Regions from separate parts of the Xenopus laevis genome. Here region 2 is linked to region 1. Evidence: chromatin contacts called from public Hi-C data. All regions are on one chromosome and are shown on one strand. The core of a region is the stretch at or near the end of the contact, and the rest is flanking DNA. Distances in the headings are between cores, read along the strand shown. Region 1 holds the start of krt17.L (keratin 17 L homeolog). Region 2 holds the start of krt12.4.L (Keratin 12, gene 4 L homeolog).

Region 1 (4,112 bases), core at 1,343-3,842:
CAAGTAAGAAGGTTTGTGGAACTTACTGAGCATCTTCTCCTTCCAGGAGACGTCTGTAGGTGGCAATTTCCTGCTCTAGACGAGTCTTCACGTCCATGAGAATTTTATATTCGTGACTCTGGTGTTCCATGTCTGATCGCAGGTCAGCAAGCTGTGCCTCAACATTACTGATCAGGTCTTGGATCTGTGAAAGCTGGACGCAATAACGACCTTCTGTTTCGGCTAAGGAGCCCTCCAATGCCGATTTCTACAGTAAACAAGAAAATCGGTCATGGGTGGATATGGTGGCCAATAGGTAAGGACATTGGCTCTTCTCACAGGAGAATGTTCAATATTAATTTTTAACTAGTAGATTGGAGCTTGTGTTTTTTTGGAAGGGTTTCCCTATAAATCACTTTACCATTGTGTGAGATCTCACCATATTTAGTTGTGTTTGAAGCTCTATCTCTAAGCTCTGCAAAGTACGTTTCAGGTCTGTAATTTCTGTCTTGCTGGTCTGGATCAGTGAACTGCTGCTGGCAACTTCTTTGTTGAGCTCTTCAGTCTGTGAAGGGAGATAAAGATGATGGAGTGGTGTGTATTTACATATAAAAAAATCTTCACATTTCTGTTGTGAAGTATTGACTTACCTTTTTAAAGTACCATTCTTCTACCTCTCGCCTATTCTTCTCAGCTAGGTTCTCATACTGATTCCTCATTTCAGACAGAGTCTTTGTTAGGTCGGCAGCAGGTGCAGCATCCATCTCCACATTCACCTGGCCAGTAGCTTGTCCACGTAGAGCATTCATTTCCTGCAGGTCAGATATTGAGCATTTCAATTTTTTTGCTGATGCTGGCAAATATTGAAGTAACCCCATTTGCTACCATTCATTGTGTTTAAGTTTTAACTCAGTCTTTGCAAGTTTTCATTTTGGGGTTGACTTCCTAATTGTGTTCGCTGCATAAGATATACCTCAACATCTATATATCGACTCACCCTGTACTAATGCATGCCAAGACTATAGTAAATGCACAAATACAGTACATTGAAATATGTCTCATCTTACTTCCTCATGGTTTTTCTTCAGATATGCAAGTTCCTCCTTAAGACTTTCAATCTGGATCTCCAGGTCAGATCGGGCTATGGTCAAATCATCCAGGACTCTGCGTAGGCCATTGATGTCAGCCTCAACATTCATACGAAGAGCAAGTTCAGTCTCATACCTTGAAAAACAGGAGTTTTTTGTTTTTTTTACAAGAAATGCGCCTTTACAGCATTTGTCCTTGGTGATAGGCCAAAGACATATGTTGCTAAAGACGGTTGTCTTCAACATATGCAGCATACAGCATTTTCTGATCTGCTATTTTTAAGGCTGGTCCAGAACTGGGAAACCACTGTGTCTGTGTTACATTGCCCCAAAGCTATTTGAATTTCTGTCACCGGAAAGCCCAGGTATCGGGTGAGCCCTATCTACAGGTAATTTTCCTGAAAAAGCAAGTCTATTTCTCTTTAATGAATCTTCTGCAACAGAATCTCAATGAGGTAATGGAATACATTGTTTAATGTTTACCCCTAGTTACCAATCAGCAGCTTTCCCTGGACAGCTGTTTGAAAACACACCTCTGATTGGTTGCTATGGGTTATTAGATATGGGTAAGCCTAAAATACAAATCCATATCAATATGTGCTCTGAGGGGAGATTGTAAGTCTGATATAGTTTTTGTTTGACACTCTCATAATATACCTTGTTCACCATAAATGACAATTGTGGTCAGAAACAATAACCTGGACTATTAAAGGCAACACGATTAAGTAAAATGTGATGGGATTTGCTTGAGTTCTTACTTGGTTCTGAAGTCATCAGCAGCCAGTTTAGCATTATCAATCTGGAGAAGAAGACTTGCGTTGTCCATCGTTGCACCAAGAATCTATTGGTTAGGAATATATTTATTCTGAATTATGAGATGCTGTTATATATACTAAATTATAAAACAACCCTCCCCAATCAACACTTATCCTATGGAAGATTTAATGAGAATGAAAACTTAGTCAGATTATTTGCTGAACATTATTTTACCTTGTTGCGGAGATCCTCAATCATCTTGTAGTAATGACTATAGTCGGTGGCTGGACCGGGTGCTTGCTTCTGATACCAATCTCTTATCTTGATTTCCAGTTCTCCATTTGCTTTCTCCAGGGAGCGCACCTTTTCAAGATATGCAGCCAAACGATCATTTAGGTTCTGCATGGTATACTTTTCACTTCCTGAAATAAGGCCTTCTCCTCCAGCCATACCTCCTCCAAATGCATAGCCAGAACCATAGCCCCCACCATAGTTAGAAATGTAGCCGCCTCCTAGACCAGCATCAACACCACAGCTTCCATATCCTCCACCTATGCCAGAAACCATTCTTGCGGTGGAGAAGGAGACATTTTGGCCACCACTGCCACCATGGATGCTTGGTGCCCTGAAAACACCAGATACTCTGCTGGAGCCACCTCCTAAGCCTCCAAGGCCCTTTATGGAGCTGGAGGATGTTGTCTGCCTGACAGAATATGAAGACATGGTGTTTTTTAAAGGAGAATCTTGAGAGCCACAAAGTTGATGTTAGCTGTTGACTGCAGTGAATCCGGATAAATGTCTTTCGCCTTTATATTAAAGGATGTGGGTGTGTGTCTCTCTCAAGGATCAGTCCCTCCGCAGAGTCATCAGCTTTGATTTCTGTGCCAACATTTGTATTAAAACAAAGATATTTGATTACCTCAGACGTTTTCATAAATGTCTCACTACCTCTGCCCCCCCACCTTCTACTGTTCCCTTAACCCATTTACATAGAGTTGCGACAGATTTCAATGAATGTGTGGCTGCATTCGTTCATAAAACAAAAAAGAATAGTGAATCACAATGAATAAGGGAAGATTTTTTCTAAGGCTATGCATCATTCCTCTATGCCTAACCAAGGACAAAGTAAGAGTTTTGATGCACCCCTCCCTTCTTTGGAAAGTTTGAGGACTTATATGAAAACTAAACTTGTGTTATATTCTGAAAATAATGACCACTTCTCTCGTTCATCCATATCCCCATTGTTATGTTATTTGTGCAGACATTTAGGTAGCACATTACAAAGATTATTCATCATTCACATCAGTTCCTACCCCAGTGAAGCCTACAATCTAAGGTCCCTATCACACACACTAGGGTCAGTTTTATCAAGATTCAAACAACATGACTGTGTGTTTTGGGAGTGTGGGAAGAAATCAGAGTACCTGGAGAAAACCAACATAGACATTGGGACAACATACACATTTCTTGCAGATAGTGCCCAGTCCAGAATTAGTCTCAGTCTCAAGCAGTTACCCGTAATGTTCTTCTCTACTCTATAGACCAACCCAAAACTAGAACCTAGTTCACAATGATGATCCATAAATTCAAGTAGCAAGAAAAGAATCCCACCTGCAGAGCCTACGACGCACACTAAATATATGGATCCCATCAGGGTGACTTAGTCTCTCTACTAACAAAACATCAATATACCCTTAATGGATAAAATATTTTGAGCAGTTATGGTTACGTTATTGTTCTAAACACAAAGAATGGAACTTTTAGGCTTTGCTCATTATTTCCACTCACTATATAATCTCAGTGGTAAGAGCAGCTCTTAAGCCAGATACTGTATATGGTTAAGTCTTGCATGCTAAAGTGTGCTCTCCACTCTTAGTGAAAGACATAGTTGAGGTGCTTGTGGTAATTCACCATTGTATACACCATGCCTGAGAATTAAACTAATTACAAACCACAGTCTGGGAATGTCTTTGAGTAATTAATCGTACACTACCTTATATCATTATGTACCCAGCTCAAACAACATTTATGAGATTTGCTGAAGACAACAACAATTATGTGTTCCATATCCCCAAAATATAAAGTTTCATTATCGTATTATTAGAAAATGATATGCTCTGTTCTGTTTAGCCTGTGCTGATATAATGTGTTGGTATTTTATTAATCTCATTTTCCAAAAGCATCATATAATTAAGGAAATTGTAGTGTGCCATGCAACAGAGCTGTTTATGATGTCTTGGAGATATAGCAGAATAGATTCACAGTGAATAAATACAATTAATAATCTTA
Region 2 (4,319 bases), core at 1,171-3,670, 190 kb before region 1:
CTGCCGATAGTGTTCTGAATTTGTTGAAGTTGTGATGAATAGAAGCCTTGTAGTTCGTTCAGGTTACCTTCAACCGATTGTTTCTGGGGGGGGGGAGGATGGGAAGAAAAATTGTGGTTTAATGATGTGTTCTTGAAATGACCATCTATATTTAATTTTGAAATGTTAAGATTCTGACTTACCATTGCCAGTTGGGATTGCAGCTCAATTTCCAAGCTCTGAAGTGACCGTTTCAGCTCAGTGATTTCACTCTTGCTGGCCTGCACTTGTTCAACACCAACGGAAATCTCTTTCTTCAGCTCACCACTCTATAATAATAACATACACTTTTAGATATCCAAGAAATCCACTTAAGCATTGCCAGAAATAACTACTTAGGTATACTCATTGCATCTCTACATATAGGCCAGTATGTATTTGAAGACACCATATAGTGTAAAATGGGACCCTGCTGTATAAGGATACTAGCTCACCAGGGGTTTGTGCAGAAAGACTACACGGGGCCTTATGCTGGTCTAAATTATTAGAGACAAAAAATTCCATGAGGTTCTAGAATCCTCTCACTTACAAGGGCATGGTGGTAGAGGCTAGACGAGACATATCCCATACTCCCTACATATAGTTACAAACACTATTACATTGAGACCTTCATTGCTTTAATAGCTGGATTTATAATAAAATGGATACCTTCTGGTTGAACCATAACTCTGCATCCCTGCGGTTCTTCTCAGCCAATATTTCATAGTCAGCTCTCATGTTATTCAGAATGCTGGTCAGATCCACACCTGGAGCAGCGTCCATTTCTACGCTCACTTTGCCAGCACTCTGGCTCTTTGCATGGCTCATCTCCTATATAACCAAATCAAAGCACTTGAGTACATTTTTCTTAACAGACATTAATGAAAAGTCATTTAGCATCATATAGAACTCTACAACTAAAGGTTTTAGGGAGAGCAGGTTGTGTGTCCCATCAGCTCACCTCCTCGTGGTTCTTCTTGAGGTAGGCCAGCTCTTCAGTCAAGCTCTCAATCTGCAACTCAAAGTCCCCTCTAGCGAGTATCAGCTCATCTAGGACTCTACGAAGGCCATTGCTATCACCCTCCACACTCTGGCGAAGAGCCAGCTCATTCTCAAACCTTAAAAGGGGGGGGGGGAGAAATCATCAAAAATCAGTGACCAGTTGAGTTGAGCAGTAGAACTCATGTGTATGTTTACCCTTTGTCTGTGTGGTTCCCCCAGGTGTACCAGTGTAACAATACCCCTATGCATATCTAGGAGGATTCCCAAATTTAAAATAAAACCAAAAACACTATTCAGGCCACGGCCTTGATCAAATTAGGCGCACCCTAATCCTGCTTTATTTGGGGACACCACATCTAAGTTTCACGGATATTGGAAAAGTCAATCGTTTACAACTTACTTAAGTCTGAAGTCATCAGCAGCCAGTCTGGCGTTGTCAATTTGCAGAGTCACTGTAGCATTATCAATAGTTGCAGCTCGAATCTAAAAAAATAAATAAATAAATAATGAAGACTTTGTCCTCTGGAAGTATACATTCTGTATATTTTGTGGAAGGTGTTATGGGCACAAAAGGTTGGATTCCCACCCCTGCCTTAGGCAAGTAACGGTTTGGATTCTGGGTGTGTCCAATTAAAATGTTTAAATGGGGTTTAAAACTGACCAATATTACACAGACATTACAGTTCCACTTATTTTCTAGATATATTGGAAATTAAATACAGGTATTATAAGCAAAGATGGAAATCAGGCAAGCTGGGTTCTGGGCATTAGTAGCACTCCCACCTGGAGAATGCTGGGAGTTACGACATCACTTTTCTAGTCCGAGATAAACATTTCTACTATAGCCTTTAACGACATGCTTAGTTGAAAATACTGCATAAACTGTAGTTGATATATAGAAATATTAAAAAGTAAGTACAAAAGACAGTTATACCTTGTTCCTCAGCTCAGCGATGATTTCAAAATATTTGCTGTAATCTTTAGACCCAGCACCAATGCCTGCATCTGATTGCTTATCGTACCAGTTACGGATCTTCCCTTCCAGGTCGCTATTGGTGGCTTCCAAGGCTCTCACTTTCTCCAGGTAGGAAGCGAGACGGTCATTGAGATTCTGCATGGCATGCTTTTCATTTCCACCAAAGCTGGAACTAGCTGCTTCTGCCATGGCAAAGTTACCTCCAGAGGATGAAAAGCCAGAACCCACACCACTGCTGAAGCCTGCTCCAAAGCTGCTGCCTCCTGCTCCATAGCTGCTGCTGCCTCCATAGCTGTTGCTGCCAGCCAAGCTGTGGCTTCCAAAGCCACCTTTGCTAGATGAGCCTGAATAGTATGAAGCAGAGCTGGACCTATAGGAAGTCATGATGGATGTTTATTGGTAGATATTCTCTGACTAGTCAGCTAGGACAAAAAAGAGTGCAAGGATGCAACTTTCTCCTTCCAGTACATGCACATATATACACATGCTGGGGTGGGTGGTCCTTTTCCCAAACCGGACGTCCTCCTATATGGAAAATTCCTTTTTTTGGCCAGGTCACTGCACTGATCGAGAGATGGATAATCGCCTTGATTCAGTTACGTAGCCTCAGGGTGTTTGTTAAACAAAAACTTGGTTACAAACTGGTTGGGCCAAATTCTTGGAAGATTTTCACTTGATGTTGCAGCACCACTCTCACCTTGCTCCAGGCTTCCTTCAGCAAGATCTGCAGCTTTTTCTACGTCTGTTAATTCACTACAATTTATAGAAAACTAAAATGAGATTTTCACCCAAAAACATTTTCCAATGCGTAAAACACACAATATAGTCAACGTTTCTTTTTAACTATACTGTAAGTACATTCAAAAATGTTAAATTTCTCTCAAGCAAGTATAGTAATGTCACAGAGGTCAGCTTGAGTTAGAGGTCCGTTAGAGGTGCACAAGGGGTCTGGGTTTTGCGTTATGGACCAGTGGAGTATATGTTATGCACATGTTATAAGCATTTATAGATGCCATCCAGTGAACCAATATTTATTTACCAGAACAGTTGCCTATGTAAGGATAAAACAGAAATCTGCTGAATCTCATAACCTGACCCTACTATGTGAATGTGACAGAAACCATAGATCGTAAGCTCCACTGGGGCAGGGACTAATGTGAACAATGTCAGAATTGATAACTATATATTTAAATAACACTCCTTTTGGTCATAAGCCTATCACAAATCGAGATTAGATTGGTTCACTCATTGATGACTGAAAAGCGATGTTAAATCATTTTATGGTACAGTTACTGGTAATTACACAAATTATTTTCATCTGAAGGAGGCCAGGGTGCTCAGAACTCGCTGCTGTTCGACAGGTTCATCCAGGGCTGGAGGGTCACTAAGTGAAAGGAGCAGCATTCCTCTTCCAAAATTGCAAGTCGTAAAAATAAATAAATACATGAATAAATAAATAAATAAATAAATGTGAGTGACGGAATTAGAAATGAGCGCTGACAATCAAGCTTGACATTTTGAGCATAAACTCGGAGATTGTGGATTTCAATGCATTGATTTCAGCTTATGTGTAAAAACATTTCCCAAAATTTTGCTAAAATTTCCTGGAAAAATCTATTTACACACTGATAAGTTTCAAGAGACCTTTTTTTTATCAGATGCTTATAAATAGCCAACAGGAACAATAAAAAAAATCTTTGTCTATAAACCATTAAAAGAGAACCGAATTCTATATTAAAGCCCTTGGTTTTAAAGTGTACAACTCTATATTTAGGACTTTATAAAAGGGGCAGCCTTTTGGTCTTTAGATTTTTATTCTGCTGCTCTGGAATTGAAACAGTTGTCTGGTTGTTATTGGGGCACATAGAAACCAGGCAATGGTTTGACCAACAGACTGGAAGATTAAACAGAAATCCAAGTAACCAGCCTCAGGATTAATCTGCTTGACAAGGTCACTGAAAAGCCAAACTGGAAGGCAAATACTACAAAATAAAACAATGAAGACCAACTGCCCCAAAACATCACTTCAACATTATAATAAACATACTATCCACTGAGTAATTGCCTTCATCTGAATTCCATCCCAGCAATTCCTAATCTCTACACACACCTTGTCACCCTATAGATCCTTAATAAGGTATACCCAGAGTGCTTGGGACCTGAGGTCTTCCAGATAAGGAATATTTCCCTTATTTCGATTTCTATACCTTAAGTCTAATTAACATTCATGTAAATGTCATTAAATAAAGCCAATAAACTGGTTTTGCTTCCAATAAGGATTAATTATGTCTTGAGCTCAAGTACAGTTAAGGGACCTGTTATC

What was found. Hi-C and Micro-C count contacts between places; a contact is called where the count stands out from the background.
Region 2: a Hi-C map of the XL177 cell line shows a contact between it and region 1, with 4 times the contacts expected there. The contact joins the promoter of krt12.4.L here to the promoter of krt17.L in region 1. A contact is called at or near these places in 2 of 4 Hi-C or Micro-C datasets (the XL177 cell line and the XTC cell line).

The regions. Positions count from the first base shown.
Region 1 is chr9_10L:1,090,479-1,094,590 of Xenopus_laevis_v10.1, reverse strand. krt17.L (keratin 17 L homeolog) reads right to left here and starts at 2,592. Exons shown (of 8, transcript NM_001094941.1): 1 at 2,058-2,592; 2 at 1,826-1,908; 3 at 1,047-1,203; 4 at 630-791; 5 at 419-544; 6 at 27-247. The coding sequence starts at 2,546.
Region 2 is chr9_10L:1,277,817-1,282,135 of Xenopus_laevis_v10.1, reverse strand. It overlaps krt12.4.L (Keratin 12, gene 4 L homeolog), which reads right to left and starts at 2,420. Exons shown (of 8, transcript NM_001086376.1): 1 at 1,955-2,420; 2 at 1,421-1,503; 3 at 980-1,136; 4 at 688-849; 5 at 183-308; 6 at 1-83. The coding sequence starts at 2,380.